2 separate regions of the Sus scrofa genome follow, and region 2 is linked to region 1. The links are chromatin contacts, called in public Hi-C maps. All regions are on one chromosome and are shown on one strand. Each heading gives the region's core, a stretch centred on a gene start, on an enhancer-like site or on the middle of the called end of the contact. The rest is flanking DNA. Distances are from core to core; before and after follow the strand shown. Region 1 holds the start of ODF3L1 (outer dense fiber protein 3-like protein 1). Region 2 overlaps CSPG4 (chondroitin sulfate proteoglycan 4).

Region 1 (3,763 bases), core at 348-2,847:
AGGGCTGTGGCCCAGCAGGTCCTCAGCTTCATCCAGGAAAAGCTGACTAGGATGGGGGAGAGGAAGCGGCACTGCCCGTGGCCGGAGGCCAAGCGAGGCTGGCTCAATCCCCCCCGCCTTGCCCAGCCCTCCCTCTCCAGAAACCAGGGGCTCGGCTGGCTGCCCCACGGCTGATGAGAGAGGCACAGGCAGGATCTGCTGCCTCTGGAGCGGGACCCTGCCCTCTGTTCCAAGCCTTTTGGTCCCACGAAGGGCTTCTGGGGCTCCCAGCTCACCCGGCTGGTCTGTGGGGGCCCTCACTGTGCCTGCTGGTTGGAGTGAGTGCAGAGTGTGGTTTTGTCGCCTTTGATCCAAAGAGAGTCCTGGGGTTTGTGCTCTGGTTCCATCTCTGCTGCTAATGCAATAGGAGACTCCGGGGAAGTCTTTACTCCTTTCTGGTCCTCGTTTCTTAATCTGTGTACCGAGGCTGTGACACCCTCTCTAAAGCCAGCAGTCATTCCTCCAGACCAAATCCCTCATCTGAGCTATGAAGTGGTGGGTAAAAGCAGACCCCAGGGCCCCCCAGCCTCCTGTTTTTTAGGGGTGAAGGGGTCTCTAGCATTTCCTCAGCGGGGGGGCTCATCCATCAATCTTTTGGCAGCTGGATAGCTTCCCTGCCTTTCAATGTCTTTCCTCACATTCCTGCCACCGCAGGGGGCGTTCTTGACCACCAGCAACGAAAGTAGCTTCTTCTTTTTTTTCTTTGTTTTAATGAATTTTATTTTTTCCATCATAGCTGGTATACAGGGTTCTGTCGATTTTCTACGGTACAGCAAGGTGACCCAGTCACACATACATATTTACCTTCTTTTTCTCACATTATCATGCTCCATCACAAGGGACTAGATACAGTTCCCAGAAGTAGCTTCTGGAGGCCTCAGCATTACCCTCTATGTGCCTTCATTTTTTCCCCAGTCCCTGCCTGAAATGCCAGCAGCAGGTAGTATTCCTCTAAAGATGTCACACCCTGGGATAAAAACCTGGGAAGCTATCAGACAGTCCCACCTTAGTGTGAAATAATTGGCTTGAAACTTTCCCAAGAAAAACCAGACTGTGATAGAAGGGAGGGCATCTAGAATATGGGGGGGGGAGAGTTGGGAGGGGCAGGGAGCAGAGGGCCACCCCCAGGCGGCTGTGCAGGTGGCAAGAACCCTTTACCCATGAGCGGTGCACTCTTTCAGGGCACCCACCAGGAGTGAAGAGCTGGATCTGTCACTCCACCTCTCCCTTCTCCCTTCCCGACCCAGAGCCCTGGGGATGGACCCTCAGGATGTTTAGTCGGGTTGGGATCGGGGACCGTGGGGCCCCCACTGAGTCCTCAGGGTTCCGCAACTGAGCTGCCAGCGTAGAATTTCTCAGCCACGGTTCAGGCGCCACGGCAACTGGGGGAAATAAACACTCTGGGTTTCACAGTCCAAGTTCTGTGGTGATGTCATCCTTAGCTCCAGACTGCGGGCCCCTGCAGCTGGCTGCACCCCAGCCGGCCTCCACTGCTCAAACCGGAGGACCGTCTTCCTTCCCAGCCTCCACGCAACCTCTGGTGCCAGGGAGAGAGAGTGGACCCGGGGCCTTGGGCAGAGGACCCAGGGCCAGCTCCTTGCCAGCCACTTAGATCTCTCAGCAGCAATCTGCTATTACTCCCTCTTGGGCCCCAGGCATGAAACTGCCCAAGGGGGCCAGGAACCCTGTGTTCTATGGGCAGCACCCAGAGAAGAAGGTGCAGGTGCCCTCGGGGCAGGAGGTAAAGCAGACCCCTGTGGTCCTGGCAACCATCAAAGGTGAGAGCAGGCCCCCTGCCCTGGGTTTGGGCTCATTCCCCTCTCTGCAGAGCTGCTGAGAGTGTCCCAGCCTTCTAGCCCTTGAAGCTACAGAAGATCAGTTTCCAAGCTGAACCTTGCAGGCAATACTAGCTGCTGGGAATTTTGGGGGGTGGTTTGGGGAGAGAGGGAGTAAGGGATGTGAAGTAAAGCCAGTTTTGGAAAAATGCTAGGGATTCAGTGGCATCTTTAGCCCAGCTTTAGCTTTCCTCACTTCCCTTCACTCTTATGCTCAACTGAAAGCAGACAAACTGATTCTTACTACATTGTGAATGACTGATTGTTGCTCTGTATGGGAGGTGGTTTAGCGTATGATTAAATATTTGGGCTCTGTTGGCTAATGGCTCAGAATTTTCACACTAACAACTTGTGTGACTTTGGGCAAATTGATATTTCTAAGCCTCGTTTTTCTCATCTGTAAGGTGGGAAGATTAGGAGTATGCATCTTACAGAGGTGTTGAGAGGCTTAACTGAAATAACCCGTGGAAAATGCTCCGCATAGTACTAGGCACAGAATAAACTCTCAGTTACTTGTAATTATTACTTTTCTTCCTATGCATTGCCTGTCGGAGAGAAACTGCATCTTATCTGGGAATACTGCCTTTCCCCAAAGGAAGCAGCTCGATGGTGGGATTGGTGGCAGTGCGACATCAGTGGGAGCAAAGACCGCCCCACCCTCTGCCCCCTCCCCATGTTCACGAGGCCCACTGCATTTGGGGCTTCTCCCACCTCTGATCTGACGGGCCCAGGCTCAGGGCCGCCCCGTCTGTGCTCACAGGTCCCGGGCCTGCCAAGTACCTCCGGCCGTCCTGCACGGGCTACATAGACCATGATATCTCCATGTTCCAGGAGCCGGCCTACACCCTGCACACCCGGCACTCAGAGAAACGTGAGTGCTCACCTTCCCTTGAATGGGACACACAGGTGGCCCTCTGGGTCCAAGAGGAAGCTGGCAGGATGCCAAGTGCCCTGTCCCTCTGAAGGCAAATCCGTGGGCCTCTCCGGCCTGGACCTCCAGATTGAGCTTAGAGGGGACGATGCCACGTCCAGCAGGCAGAGCAGGGTCCCCTTCTGCCTGCTTTTTCGCTGGGGTCCTTTAACTCTGGCTGCCGTGGGTTCACTTGCCACAGCAGCTGGGCGGGAGTAGCTGGGGGGAAAGTGGTGGGGGTGGTGGACCCCGAAGTGTCCCAGATGGCTTAGAATCCCCTGGAAGGGTGGGAGCAGAGGGTCACAGAGGAGCTGGGCCTGCTGGGCAAGGCCAGTGAGAGAAGAGGGTGGGGGTGTATCTGGAGGTTTGAGATATAGGCCCCTCCTTGGGGGGGACACACCCTCTTCAGGAGGAAAACCCCCTTTCTGGGACTGGGACCCCATTCTTCATCTAAAATTATCCATTAGCTTTTTATTATCCCCTTGGCATCAGTCCCTTATGGGGTGGGGGCAGACCAAGCCGCTAGACGCAGCTGTTATTTTATCTGTTCCTCTGAACAGAATCTGCTCTTTCTTTGGGCCATGCCTGAAGTTCCCAGGGCAGGGATCAAACCCGTGCCACAGCAGGACCTGCTGGATCCTTAACCCACTGTGTCCCCAGAGGACTCCTGAACAAGACCTTGAGAATGTTAAATTATGTATTAAAAGCCCCATTTTGCAGAAAATCAAGGCTTCCGAAATACCCGAGTCCAAGGATTGGGAAGGGAGCCCTCTGTCCTTTCTTGGGAGAGGAGGATCTTGCCAGGAGGCAGGCCAGACACACCCTGGGGGGGGAGTGGGGCTGAGGGAGGGACAGCGTCTGGGGCTGACTGGGCCTCTCCTTGGCTGCCCTGCAGGGATTGTGGACGTATGCAGCCCTGGGCCTTGCTATTTCTTGGATCCTAAAGTAACTCGGTTTGGAATGTCCAGCTGCCCTCAGG
Region 2 (3,763 bases), core at 792-3,291, 40 kb before region 1:
CATCATCCCTGTTCTGAGCCCCTATAGCTCTGACTTCCTGCATCCTTCTTTCTGCCCCGGAACACTAAGCCCTGGTGGTCCTGACTGGTTGGTGGCCCTTGGAGGGGGGCATGCAGAGGCTGGACCATGGTGAGCCCGGGGAGTGGCTGCCAACACTGCTGGAGCTCGTACCCATGTCCACATGTGTGTCCAGAGGCAGAGTGGGCTATTCCAGGCCGGAGTCTAAGTGGTGGCTGTAGAGAGGGGTCCTTACCTCTGCCTGAGTGAAGTTCACCAGGGCCTCCCCAGCGGGGCCCCGCTGGGTGTGGAAGAGCCGGCCAAGCTGGGGACCCTGCACCACCTGGTAGAGCAGGTGGCGGGGGTCGGTGCCTGCGCTGGAACTGGCTCGCAGGCTCTGGCTGCTGAGTGGCTGGACAGAGCCTGCGAGAGGCAAAAGGGGACTGTCAGCCTTGGCTCGGGAGCCAGGGCAAGGCCTGCAATGGCTGGAGAGGCAGTATGACCCTGGCGTGGTGCACCCACCTGGGCAGACAGTCAGCGTCCGGCTGCCCTCCAGCGAGAGGAGCGGCTGCTTCTGGGCCACCACCCGGAAGAAGTGTCCAGGGGAAGTGTGCTCACCATCAGACAGGCTGAAGCGGAAGCCTCCATCCAGGGCTCCTAGGACAGGGGTGGAGTTGGGTCTCGCTGGCCCATGCCGGCGCCCACGCTCAGGGCATCCCCACCTCTCAGCACTTACCTTTGTGTGAGAACAGCACAAGCCCGCCGTCCAGCTGGGCCTGGGTGAAGCTGTGGACCTCGGTGCCCGGCTCTGTCCGCAGCAATACCCGTCCGTTGATAGGCTGCTCAAGGGTGTAGACCAGGTCCTCGGGTCCTGAGTCGTTGTCTGCACCCCTAAGGGCCTCCGTAGGGATAGGCACAGTGGCCCCTTCCCACATCTGGGGACACAAGCCTGTGAAGGTTCTGCCCTGGCCAAGCTCACCCACTTCCTTCCTCCCAGGCCCTGGGGTGGCGAGCAGGGCTCCAAGCACTGGGCTCAGGCTCTTAGCTGGCATGGAGGTGCACGCTGTCCTGGGCTTCCCTGCACAAAGCCCCAGCCCCTTCACCTTGCCCTGTTAGCCCAAGGGCCTCCATGCGAAAGCTCCCTGCTCCCCACCTGCCCGAATCCTGCTTGTCTCTAAGGTGAACTCATGGAAATTTACCTCTAGAGAGCCCTTTACCATGACCCGGAGTGCTGCTTAATGTGGTTCACTGGCAGGGCAGGGGTCTCTCTTCAGACCCTCCATGGTGAGTCTGGCACACTATGGGAACGGTGGTTTATTTGTTTGTTTTTTGGCTTTTTAGGGCTGCATCCTTGGCATATGGAAGTTCCTGGGCTAAGGGTCTAATAAGAGTGGCAGTTGCTGGCCCACACCACAGCCACAGTAACACCAGATCTGAGTAGCACCTGCACCACAGCTCACAGCAAAGCCAGATCCTTAACCCACTGAGTGAGACCAGGGATCGAACTTGTGTCCTCATGGATACTAGTCAGGTTCATTACCGCCGCGCCACAACAGGAATTCCTGGGCATGGTGATTTTGGTCTGCCCAGGATATTTATTTATTTATTTATTCATTTAGTCTTTTTGTCTTTTTAGGGCCACACTCACGGCCCACGGAGGTTCCCAGGTTAGGGGTGTAATCAGAGCTATAGCTGCCTGCGTACACCACAGCCACAGCAACGCAGGATCTGAGCCACGTCTATGACCTACACCACAGCTCACGGCAATGCTGGATCCTTAACCCACTGAGCAAGGCCAGGGATTGAACCTGAAACCTCATGGTTCCTAGTCGGATTCGTTTCCGCTGCACCACGATGGGAACTCCTGCCCAGGATATTTAGAAATGGGCTCCCCTTCCATACGAGGGAGGGTATGGGAGGCTTGGTAAGCTGGAGCAATACTGGGAGGGATGGAGCCCAGTGTTTCCAGTGCAATCACAGGCCCCAGGCAGGTGGGTGAGAACATGCTGGGTGCAGGCAGCCTCTCCCTCTGCTCAGAGGGAAGGGGAGCACTTCCTCCCCGAGGCCTCCCACCAGCTAGCAGGGCAGGATCCTGCTCCCAGGGCCCTGTTACATGTCCTGCTGGGTCAGCAACTTATGGGCAGTATTGGGGAGGGGTTTCTATCCCTGGAAAACTGAGCCCTCTGGGATTCCTTCCCCCAGCCCAAGGCAGACCTCTGCCGGAACACTGGAAGGAGGGCCACCAAGTACAGAGGCCAAGCGTCAGCGCGGGGTTCCCGGCACAAACACAGTGGGCAGCGCCATCTTGTGGCTGAAATGCCACACAGCACCATCTGACTGTGGTCCCAGGGCAGCCCTTAGCTGTACCTTACCCTCTGCTGGCCTCTCCACCAGGCACATCCTATACCAGCAAAGATTCCCAGTGCCCCATGTCACAGACATCCCATCAGCCCTCTCTTGAAACCTTCCATGGCTGCTTCTGACCCAGAGTTCATACCATAGAAGTCAGCATCCAAGGCCCAGCCATTCGCTATCCTGCTGTGTGGCCTCGGTCAAGCCACACTCTTTCAGTTCCACCAGTAACTTCCTTTGTGACCCATGGAGAAGTTATGATACCTGTCTTGGCCTCAACCTCCACTTCTGATGGATGGGGGCACCACTACTCTGCAGTAGTGTAAGAGGCAGCGAGCTGGGGAGCCAAGCTGTGGCCATGATTTGCTGCAGGTGGAAGTGGGGAGCAGTTGGAGTCCACCCTCAAGGGTTTTTTTTGTTTTTATCTTTTTGTCTTTTTGGGGCTGAACCCACGGCATATGGAGATTCCCAGGGTGGGGGTAGAATCAGAGCTGTAGCTGCCAGCCTACGTCACAGCCACAGCAATGTGGGATCCGAGCTGTGTCTGCCACCTGCACCACAGCTCACTACAATGCTGGAACCTTAACCCTCTGAGTGAGGCCAGAGATTGAACCCGCAACCTCATGGAAACTAGACGGGTTCGTTTCCACTGAGCCATGATGGGAACTCTTACCTTTAAGGGTTTGAAAGAATTTTCTTCAGGAGTTCTGTTTTTTTTTTTTTTTTTTTTTTGTCTTTTTGCCTTTTCTGGGGCTGCTCCCGTGGCATATGGAGGTTACCAGGCTAGGGGTCTTAATTGGAGCTGTAGCCACCAGCCTACGCCAGAGCCACAGCAATGTGGGATCTGAGCCGCATCTGCGACCTATACCACAGCTCAAGGCAACACTGGATCCTTAACCTGCTGAGCAAGGCCAGGGACCAATCCCGCAATCTCGTGGTTCCTAGTCGGATTCATTAACCACTGCACCATGACGGGAACTCCGAGGAGATCTGGTCTTGAGCCACTGCAAAAGCTTCCTGCTAAAGGTGAGTCCAGGGAAGACAGGGCCAAGCATGCCCCTGCACAAGGCTGTCTACTGCACTTAGAAGTGTCCAATAAGAAAGCCTTAACCTGTGTTCTATTTTCAGTGCAATAGCTCTTCTCGCTTCCCGATAACCTAGTGAGGCATGTGGCAGTGTCCTCATTTTACAGAAGAGGAACCTGAGGCTCAGAAAGGGGGAGCTATGTGCTGGGTCTCTCTCTGGGAGGGGAGGCGGGAGGTGGTTCTAGAATGCTCTCACCTGCAGGCCTGTGTTTGTGGTGAGGACAGGGGGTTGGTCGTTGACAGGCAGGATGGTGATGGTGAAGGCCACGGGATGGCTCTGGCGGTCCATCTCTGAAGCATTAGCCACTAAGATGAAGCTGTCTGCCAGC

Evidence for each region. A called contact is a pair of places that touch in the nucleus more often than the background predicts.
Region 2: a Hi-C map of retroperitoneal adipose tissue shows a contact between it and region 1, with 2.2 times the contacts expected there. The contact joins the enhancer-like site here to the promoter of ODF3L1 in region 1. A contact is called at or near these places in 12 of 47 Hi-C or Micro-C datasets (adipose tissue, embryonic fibroblasts, fetal heart ventricle and 5 more) and 1 of 2 datasets of contacts at active chromatin or transcription factors (skeletal muscle).

Annotation. Positions count from the first base shown.
Region 1 is chr7:57,936,854-57,940,616 of Sscrofa11.1, reverse strand. ODF3L1 (outer dense fiber protein 3-like protein 1) reads left to right here and starts at 1,597. Exons shown (of 4, transcript XM_001929275.5): 1 at 1,597-1,817; 2 at 2,635-2,745; 3 at 3,680-3,763. The coding sequence starts at 1,697.
Region 2 is chr7:57,977,374-57,981,136 of Sscrofa11.1, reverse strand. It overlaps CSPG4 (chondroitin sulfate proteoglycan 4), which reads right to left. Exons shown (of 10, transcript XM_003128485.6): 5 at 3,631-3,763; 6 at 734-932; 7 at 520-654; 8 at 254-420. Among named protein-coding and RNA genes, the nearest start is that of CSPG4, 30 kb to the right of the region's middle. Within about 2 kb of position 2,041, at least 14 of the 83 cell types and tissues checked have an H3K27ac peak or open chromatin away from gene starts, as enhancers often do. A contact at or near this core is called in adipose tissue and retroperitoneal adipose tissue, where this site is marked.